Linked DNA regions of Zea mays: all the other regions are linked to region 2. The links are chromatin contacts, called in public Hi-C maps. All regions are on one chromosome and are shown on one strand. The core of a region is the stretch at or near the end of the contact, and the rest is flanking DNA. Distances in the headings are between cores, read along the strand shown.

The links. A called contact is a pair of places that touch in the nucleus more often than the background predicts.
Region 1: a Hi-C map of tassel shows a contact between it and region 2, with 3 times the contacts expected there. The contact joins the promoter of LOC100283798 here to the promoter of LOC100280739 in region 2. A contact is called at or near these places in 4 of 25 Hi-C or Micro-C datasets (ear, leaf, leaf mesophyll and 1 more).
Region 3: a Hi-C map of ear shows a contact between it and region 2, with 4 times the contacts expected there. The contact joins the enhancer-like site here to the promoter of LOC100280739 in region 2. A contact is called at or near these places in 3 of 25 Hi-C or Micro-C datasets (ear, leaf and tassel).

What each region holds. Positions count from the first base shown.
Region 1 is chr8:8,045,658-8,048,439 of Zm-B73-REFERENCE-NAM-5.0, forward strand. LOC100283798 reads left to right here and starts at 1,449. Exons shown (of 3, transcript NM_001156697.2): 1 at 1,449-2,002. The coding sequence starts at 1,635.
Region 2 is chr8:7,840,585-7,843,516 of Zm-B73-REFERENCE-NAM-5.0, forward strand. LOC100280739 (HESB-like domain-containing protein 2) reads right to left here and starts at 1,559. Exons shown (of 4, transcript NM_001155722.1): 1 at 1,380-1,559; 2 at 942-1,184. The coding sequence starts at 1,122.
Region 3 is chr8:8,014,707-8,017,739 of Zm-B73-REFERENCE-NAM-5.0, forward strand. No RefSeq gene overlaps it. Among protein-coding and RNA genes, the nearest start is that of LOC100283798, 31 kb to the right of the region's middle. Within about 2 kb of position 1,680, at least 17 of the 20 cell types and tissues checked have an H3K27ac peak or open chromatin away from gene starts, as enhancers often do. A contact at or near this core is called in ear, leaf and tassel, where this site is marked.

The sequences.
Region 1 (2,782 bases), core at 199-2,698, 200 kb after region 2:
GAATCATTTTCCGTCTTCAGGAGGTAGGAATCTCTCGTGAGCTTCAGATTCAGGTTAGGAAAGTGAGTGGAATATTGATTTCCAATTTCAGGTGCAGCCAAACAGGTTTGTCCTGGAATCAAATTCCAATTCAGACCAAACAAACAGGCCCTAAGGGAATTCAGCTTGAGAGTATTCATGAACTTCTCCTTCTAGGAATTGAAGGATGGTGCTTCTCCTATGAAAATCTTGCCATTTCTTTCCTTCAAAATCTCCCAAGCAGCCAACGAGAAAACTTCCACGAAGAACGTAAATCCAAACGAATCACGAGCAATATGCAACATTTGAAATAAGCTATCTGAGTGATTCTAAGGCATCCTCAGGTGATCCCAACAGGTTTGCTGAAGGGACACTGAAATAAAAGGTGATATGTTGTGTTTCTTCACACTGAAGTGGGCACATGACACAACAAAAATCACCACCTTCCAACGGACAATTTATTCTTTTAAGCATATTTCTTGAGATAAGCCTGTCCCTCAATAAAAGCCATATGAAGATTTTGATTTTCTTGCACACCTTGGATTTTCAATTCCAAATGAAAGAGGATGGGGTAATGCACTAAAAAGGAAAACTGTAGACCTTCCCAATACAGAAAGGTACAATTCCACCCCTTGCCCCAATCAACCATTCGTCGATCTCATTCATCGTGCTAGATATGGCATGGACTTTATTCTAGAACATAAAATATTCTTCACTAGTCTGCGAAGAGAGAGAGACGTGTGAAACACCTCGTGAACATATGGGTTTGCAAGATATTGCTGAAGGGTGCAGCTCGGATTTTGGGCGTAGGTAAAAAGGTCGGGAAACTCAAAGGCCATATGGCAGTTGTTCCAGACATCCGTCCACAGGAGAAAGGATCTTCCATCACCTACTGCTTGAACTGGACGAAATGCTCATGGTTCATCGGCTCGCTCTGTTCATGGTCAGCTGGGCCTAGACTTGGCTCAGATCGCTTTGTTTAATTTTTTCACGAGCTGAGCTAACATCTTAGTTCGGTTCGTTAATGAGCCAACTCGGTTCAACCCGCACCAAATCCAAAGTTTCGCGGGTGTAGGTACAGTTTTCTATTTCAACGCGGGTGATCAGCACCCGACTTGAAATTTTGTTCATTCTTTATTTTACACAAAAATAATTAAGAAACAATAATAACTATTTAAATAAATAACTTGGCTAATGATTCATGAAATGATTTGTTTCTACTCAACGTGAAAAATCTTAAATTCATACATATAACTCAACTATTGCTTCTACTTAATCGTTTATTGCTGAATTATTGTTTAAAATCATACACTCGTTAAAACCCGCAAGTAATCTGAAACCCAGCCGAAACTCGACTAATACGGGTTTAGAATTACACCCGTAGATACAATCATATGCGAGTTTTGATAGTTTTTTGCTCCACAAGATCCGAACTTGACCCATTGCTCTAGTTTGCACATGTACGTTCCCATCCAAAAACCCTCGGCAACGGTGATGCGACGCCCGTCCCGTTCCAAGTCCTGACAACCGAGCGTACGCTGAGCTGCAAGTAAACGGCGCTGGCTACCGGAAGAGCCGAGCCGGACCAAGTCTCCTCGTCCCTCACCTCGTCGCCGATGGAGGGCGGCGACTCGTCCGGCGCCGGCGCCGGCGGCGCCGTGGCCGCGGCGGCCAAGTGGCGGAGCGACGCGTCGCGGGCGTTCCAGTACTACCTGGACCGCTCGACGCCTCACGCCACGGGGCGGTGGCTCGGCACGCTCGCCGCCGCGGCCATCTACGCGCTGCGGGTTTACATGGTGCAGGGCTTCTACATCGTCACCTACGGGCTCGGGATCTACCTTCTCAACCTCCTCATCGGTTTCCTCTCCCCCATGGTCGACCCCGAGCTCGACCCTTCCGCCGCCTCCGAGGGGCCGGCGCTGCCCACCCGGGGGTCCGACGAGTTCAAGCCATTCATCAGGCGCCTCCCCGAGTTCAAGTTCTGGTTAGATCTCTCGTCCTCGCCCCCAGATCTGTCTCTTCGCCTCGCCAGATCCGTCTCTTCGCCTCGCCAGATCCGTCTGGCCTTCTTACTATCTCCGGTCGGCTGGGGTGATTCGCTCCCGTGTTATGCTTGTATGTATTTACCTACTGGAACGCGGCGATCGTATCGGGCCTGCTAGTTTACTTCTCGCCGTCCTAGACTCAGCCAAGTCAATTTGCATTTCGGAAACCACTTACGGATCTGCCTTCACTTTCGAAGTACTCCTGCTCAGCTACTCCTGACCCCTCCCTGCGGTAAGTTGTATGTTTTGCACAGAGGTCTACCGATTGTGGCAAGCTGATGTTCTCGTTGTTTTGTCCACGAATCCATCACCAATAAGAAACATAGCAGTTGTGCAGTCCATTCTGTTCTGATCGATCATAATAATTTCATAAATAGCTAGTGAAAAGTTCCAGATGGCAAACTACCTGTCAAAGTACAGGATATTTCCATATATTTCTTTAGCAAGAAAATAATATGGCTGCAAAATCACAAACTTGTTACATTTCTGTGTTAGGAAGCTTGTGCATCACCTGACTAAGGTCCCATGGAATTAGGGACTAAATCATTGTCGATATGTGTGGATTAATGCTGAACTATTGATTTCATATCCTCCAGTGACCCAACCAAGCTGTGTAACCTGTGAATTTCTGAATTATCTCCCAAACCACAGCCAAATTTCTGAATGAACCTACTCAAGGCATGTTGTGTCCCTCCAATTGCACCATATATGTTTTGTGA
Region 2 (2,932 bases), core at 309-2,808:
GCCCAGGCATCCCTGCTGCGGTTGGCTCTAGTCAGTCAACAGCAATCGCCCCCAGCGGGCCAGTACCCCAACGGGCAATCCCCAAGGACATGGCCAGAGACCCCCAGCACTAAGGGGAGCGATGGCACCAGACGGTCAGGTAGCAGGCGCCCAGCTGATCACCTTTCAAAGGGAATAACATCCCTAGGTGGCGTCGGGCAGGTGTCTAGCCGGCCAGGCGACCGCCGCTCTCATCCCCCATCTGTTGGTATGCTAGCTGCTGCAGTGAGCCAATGAGGTACAGGATGTTCTATGGTCTAGAACTTCAGTTCATGTTCATCCCACTTTGATTGCCAATTCCAATTTTTTGGCATGAATAATTGATTCTAAATTGCTACATAGAGTGACATTTGTTTACATCCATGGAAGATAAAAAAATACTAAAGTGCTTTTTGTCCACAAGAAACACTATGTTATATGTCACCCCGATCATTTTAAATGTATCCTATTATTTCTATTCATCATTACATCTATTAAGTTGTTTATTTAGTTTATGACTCATAAATTTTCTACCTTCCAATTATTTAGCCCCCCTTTGATCCACTTATAGATCCATCAAAGGGTATTGTGAATATTCTGGTAATTAAACTGGCACACCGACATACAACTGAACAGTAACGAAAATAAAAGCGAAATGGTAAGAACACAAACATGGTATATGACTGAACTGAAATCATCATGATCCAACAGAAGTAACAATTCGCAATGAAGGATATTATACATAATTCTGCATATTAGATGACCGGGGCAGTATTAAGCAAGATGTGTAACATAACATAAGCTTATCACTTTATCCATTTCCCTCTCTTTCTGTTGTGGATGAAATCGGATGTTGTTAATGTGAAACAATGGAAAACTGGTGCAGGAAGTTGATCCGTGCAATAAGGAAGCGGTAAGTATACCGGCATAGTTGAGCGTGTACGAGAGGCCGTTGCAACCACGCGCTTTGACGCCGAGCCGCAGGAATGGCCGCTGCCTGAGGCTGAGGAGCTGCCGGATCCTGGACGCCGCGGCGTCCGTCAGCGTGAGGGCCTGCCTGCGAATAGCCCTGTCGGCCGCAGCCCTCAGCACGGAGGACGACATGGCTAACTGGCGGCGGGTTCCACAGCAACCTCTCCTCCACGAACAAGCCGCGACGCAGAGGCCTAATGGAATCACGTAAGAAGCAGAACAATATGCCACTAGTTGAAGAAACAATCAAATCGAACCAAAGTGGAGATCTTTACAAATTAATTCGAGATAATAACTAGGCAAACCAATTCTATACCATAGTTTCATTCAATAGGATGGGAGAGCAGGCGATTCGAGCTGTTGATTGGGAATCTCAACGAGCTGCTCACCTGCAGATTGGAATTGGATCGATGGATGGACGGTGGACGCCTGCACGCCGATTGGATCTCCTCCTCCTTGGACGGCTGCTGGGTTGGGATGGGACAGGACAAGAGCCTTCCTCGCCACAGCTGCCGTGCCGTGCTGCTCCTCTTCTCCGAGACGCTGGGAGCTCCGATTGGAGACGTCTGGAAGACGGCCAGACGGGAGGCGCATAGGAATGACGTGACGGAGTTTCGTCGTCGAATTCCACCGGCTCCCCCGAGGCCCGCCCGCCCGACCGGCCGAGCTTTTCCTTCGGCTCCCTAGTGGCCCAGGACCAACCTAACCCAATAAAAAGCCCGATCCAACACGGCCGTCAGTTGGGCGCGAGCCAACAAAGTTAGCCCAATATTGTGCTCGGGTCAGGCCATAAGAAAATGTAAAAGGAAAACTTTTTTCACTCGATCCTACACTTATGGATGTAAAGCCCAAAATTGATAAAAAATATATAATAATAATAGTAGAATAAATAAAGAAATATATTTATCATGGTAATTTGGGAATTGTTGAAACCTTTGAAAATTTCATTAGGATCCTTCCTTATTATAATCTATCAATAATATTGAAGTAGTGGAGGTGGAGCAACCAGTAAACAAACAAAGAAGGATGAATCTCTTGTTTATAATTTTGTGTGACGCACTTTATCAAAACCATACCTTAAATTAGACCTCCAATTTTAAATAAAGACATAAAATGAAAAAATGAGAAAAGGAATTCTAATGCAACCATTCATTCCTCCCATAAGTACATAACAAGGAAAATACTAAATAAATAATATTAGAGGTTATAATCACATTATTATTAATTTTGGCACTTGGGGAAAATTGAAAGTGCAAAATAGGAATTTAAAATTTGGTTTGAACCTTTAAATTTGGAATTTTGAAGAAAAAGAATAAAGAAAGAATAAAGAAAAAGCTTACCTTCGGTTGGGTCGGCTTCCTCATCCCAGGGCCCAACTTGGCATACCATCGCGGCCCACTCCGTCCTCCCCACCTTTTGCTACGCGACACACACTGACAACAGGGTCCCACCCGTCAGCAAAACGGGATCTCAGCCATGCCGAGTCACTTACGCACCTGGCCCATCCCCCAGCCTCCCACCAGTGTTGATACGGAAGCTCGTGTCTCGCTGGTTGGTGGCCCTCTTGCTCAGAAGTCGTCAACTACCTCCCGACGGGACCGCGCCGCGCCGCTGGATCCTACGGGGATCTCGCGGAGTCATTTCCCCCTCCTGCTCGAACTTCGGGGTTGGCGCATATAAAACCCGTGGCGCTGCGACCCCCCCCCCCCCAAACCCAGAGCTAGTCGTGCCCTAGGAGAATAGAGACAGAGAACCGTCGTTGCCGCAGTTTCCGCCGTCGCTGAAGCACGTGACCGCCGACGTCGGGCTACCCCAAGCCATTCAGGGAGCTTCGCCTCAACACTCTGTCGGTGTCCGTGGTCTCGCCACACAAGTTTCGTGGCCGGGTTGGTGTGAATTTGTCGTCGGAGGAAAGGTTCCGCCGTTCACTCGCTCTCCGCTG
Region 3 (3,033 bases), core at 430-2,929, 170 kb after region 2:
GTAGCTCAAAAAATATCAACACACACGTCTACTGAGCCCTGAACAATGAACTCTCGTACGCGTTTTTTGCACCAAGAACGGTTAGCGAAACGCGCCTAGAAAAATAAATTAAATACCTTATTGTTTTTTTTCTTTTTACGCCTTTCAGTTTTGATTGCTATCACACCACTCGAAATCACGACTACGATGAATTAGACATTAGAGGACTAATTGATTGTTTTGTTCATATCTTAAAGTCATGAAGTTAGGTAGACTAGAGGTCTCTTCTGAAAAGTTTGGACTTTTTTTGATAATCTGACTACGAAGAAAATCTAAATATCACGAGGATTCTATGCAGAGAAAGATGAAGGCTCCACAGAGTTTAAGATCTAAACTTGGTTAGAGAGGGATTGACGGCCTCCCGATATATAATATTAAGAAGACGACCGATAAATCTCCAAACCCTGGTCTCCCATCATTAACGGGTCGATGTCAACCGTCCACTCTGCAACGACCCAACGGAAGAGTGGTGTACAAGATATCGTAACCCGAGAGGGGATGAGACATTACGAAGGGATTTTTTTAACCAAGCCCGAAAAATCGCTCTCGAGGGGAATCGAACCAGATACTTGGAGGTGCTACTCGAAATCCTTAACCACTAGGTTAGAGGCCCTTTCGCCATAGAGTTTAGGATCTAGGAAGTAAGACGACTTGACCGATTGTGTGCTCACGTTGACTTTGGACGATTTTCACCAAAACAATTCTCATAGAAACGAGCTGAAAAGTTAGACGTTTGGCTAGAGCCAGGCTCGACTTGGCTCGTTCACATTACGGGCTCGACGATTAGGCTTGGCATGGACTCGTTCAGGCTCGAGCCGGTTCGCGAGCCGCTACACTAAGTCTCGTTTAGAACATAAATTGTATATTTTTATTATATATAAAATAATAAATATATAAAAAAATCCAACAAATTTTTAAAACTATATCTAGCATTGAAACATAAAAATAAGAAAAAAAATTGGTAACATAATAGTGTAATAATGTAACAAAATAGCATCATGTCATTAGGTTGACTCGCGAGTCGGCTCGAGCTTGCTCAAACTCGGCTCGACTCGCTTTTTGAGCGAGCCACAAAAGTATGCTCGACTTAGACTCGCTCAAGCTCGCGAGCCTCTCCGAGCTTAGACTAAGCGTGGACGAGCTGACTTGCGAGCCTCGAGTTTTTTTTCCAGTCCTATGTTTGCCGGTCCTTAGCAATTTCTGGCGGCCACGATATGCATCTAGGGCTCCTTTGGATCAAGGTAATTTCATAGAAAAAATACAGTATTTGGATTTTCATAGGAACTGTCATTGTAGCATCCTGTGGTTCGTAGGATTGAGCCTAAGGAAATTTGGAGGAAAGACTTCTTTGTCATATGTTTCTGATAAAAAAAACCGTAGAAAAACAAATATCCAGTCAAAGCTCTTTTCTTCAATCCTTTGACTCAACCAAACAACCTTCCACTCAATACTACTACATTTTTCAACCATCTATTTTACACGTGTAGTTCTATATCGTTCCTACATTTTTCTTGTTTCTATATATTTCAATTCTTATGTTCCAAAGAAGCCCCTGAAACAAGTAGGGCCTAGATTGTTCATATATATAGATGGTGGTGTGCAGATGGTGATGGTGAGCGAAAGCGACACGCCACGGCACATCCGTACCATGGCATCTATGATCACATGAGGCTAATGTATAATGTTAACTTGTAGGTGTGGAAAGATACTAGCGCCTTTCACCCTCACATTGCTTTTACGAACAAATAAACGTGGACCTACTATACAAGTTTGGACCGGTAAAACTTTGTTCATCCTACACACTCATGTTATGACCTTGCCGCGTTAAGCTCGTGTACTTCCGGCTTTCGTGAATGAATAAATAAATAGTCCTTCTGGGCCGTTGTAGGCCACAAACACAAGGAGCAGGTTAACCCAACTCGTCTTCAGCTCAGCCCAGTAGCCCAATCCAAGCCCATCTCAAAGTCCCACTACAAACCCAAGTTGGCAGACGTGAAGCAGCCCGACGGCCGACGACGCCCACCTCTGCCGGAGCCCGGAGGCTACTTTAGGAATCTGGCTGTCGTCACAGTTAGCCATCCGATATTGTTGGTCCTTGTTATCGGATGCTACGTACTAAAAACAAAGCAACACAATTGTTAACGATTAGAGACCTTCGTCTTTCGAAACATTATTTCCCTTAAGATATAATGATCTTCAAACGAAGGTCATGAAGGATATACCTTCATCATTTCAGTGAGCAAAGACGTAACATAGATATATGAAACACAAAAAGAATATAAATAATTATTCCAAATCATTAGATTATTTATATTCTTATTTTATAAACATGAATAGACATCAATAATAATTATATTACATTTGTATCTTCGGCTTGACAGAAGGCGAAAAGTCGGGCGTGACGTAAGAGTAATTACAATTCAGCGTGAACAGTACGGTGTTACTGTTCATCTATTTATAGGCACATGCAGTGGCGAAGCTAGAGCAAAATTGAGGGTGGTGCATTTGACTTGTGGATGCATAGGAATTTATTTTATGGGTGCCTATATGGTGAAATTTTAACCAATTCTATAGATTTTGTGTTTTTTGGGGTGCATTTGCATCCGCTACCTATAGTGTAGCTTCGCCCCTGGGCACAGGATGCAGCCTGGACAAAATTACATTCACGCCTCTGACATTTACGGTTGACCGTAAGGCAAGCAATCGAGGACTAAGCAGTCTTTTCTAGAAATGGCCCAAGGGCACATTTCCCTTTCAAAGTATTTTGGTGATTGAGTGCCAACACAAGTGGATTTGTGATAATCTATGCAAAGTGATGGACAAAGTGCAAATCAAGTCTAAAGGTATGTTTCTAAGACTTAGTACATTGTTTTGGAGACTAACATCTTGTGTCTAAGTGCTAGAAACAGAAAAAGACCAATTTGGAAAAGACTTGGCTAAGCAGCTAAGAGTCTGCGCAGTCTGGGTGCACCGGACTCTCCGGTGACGCACCGG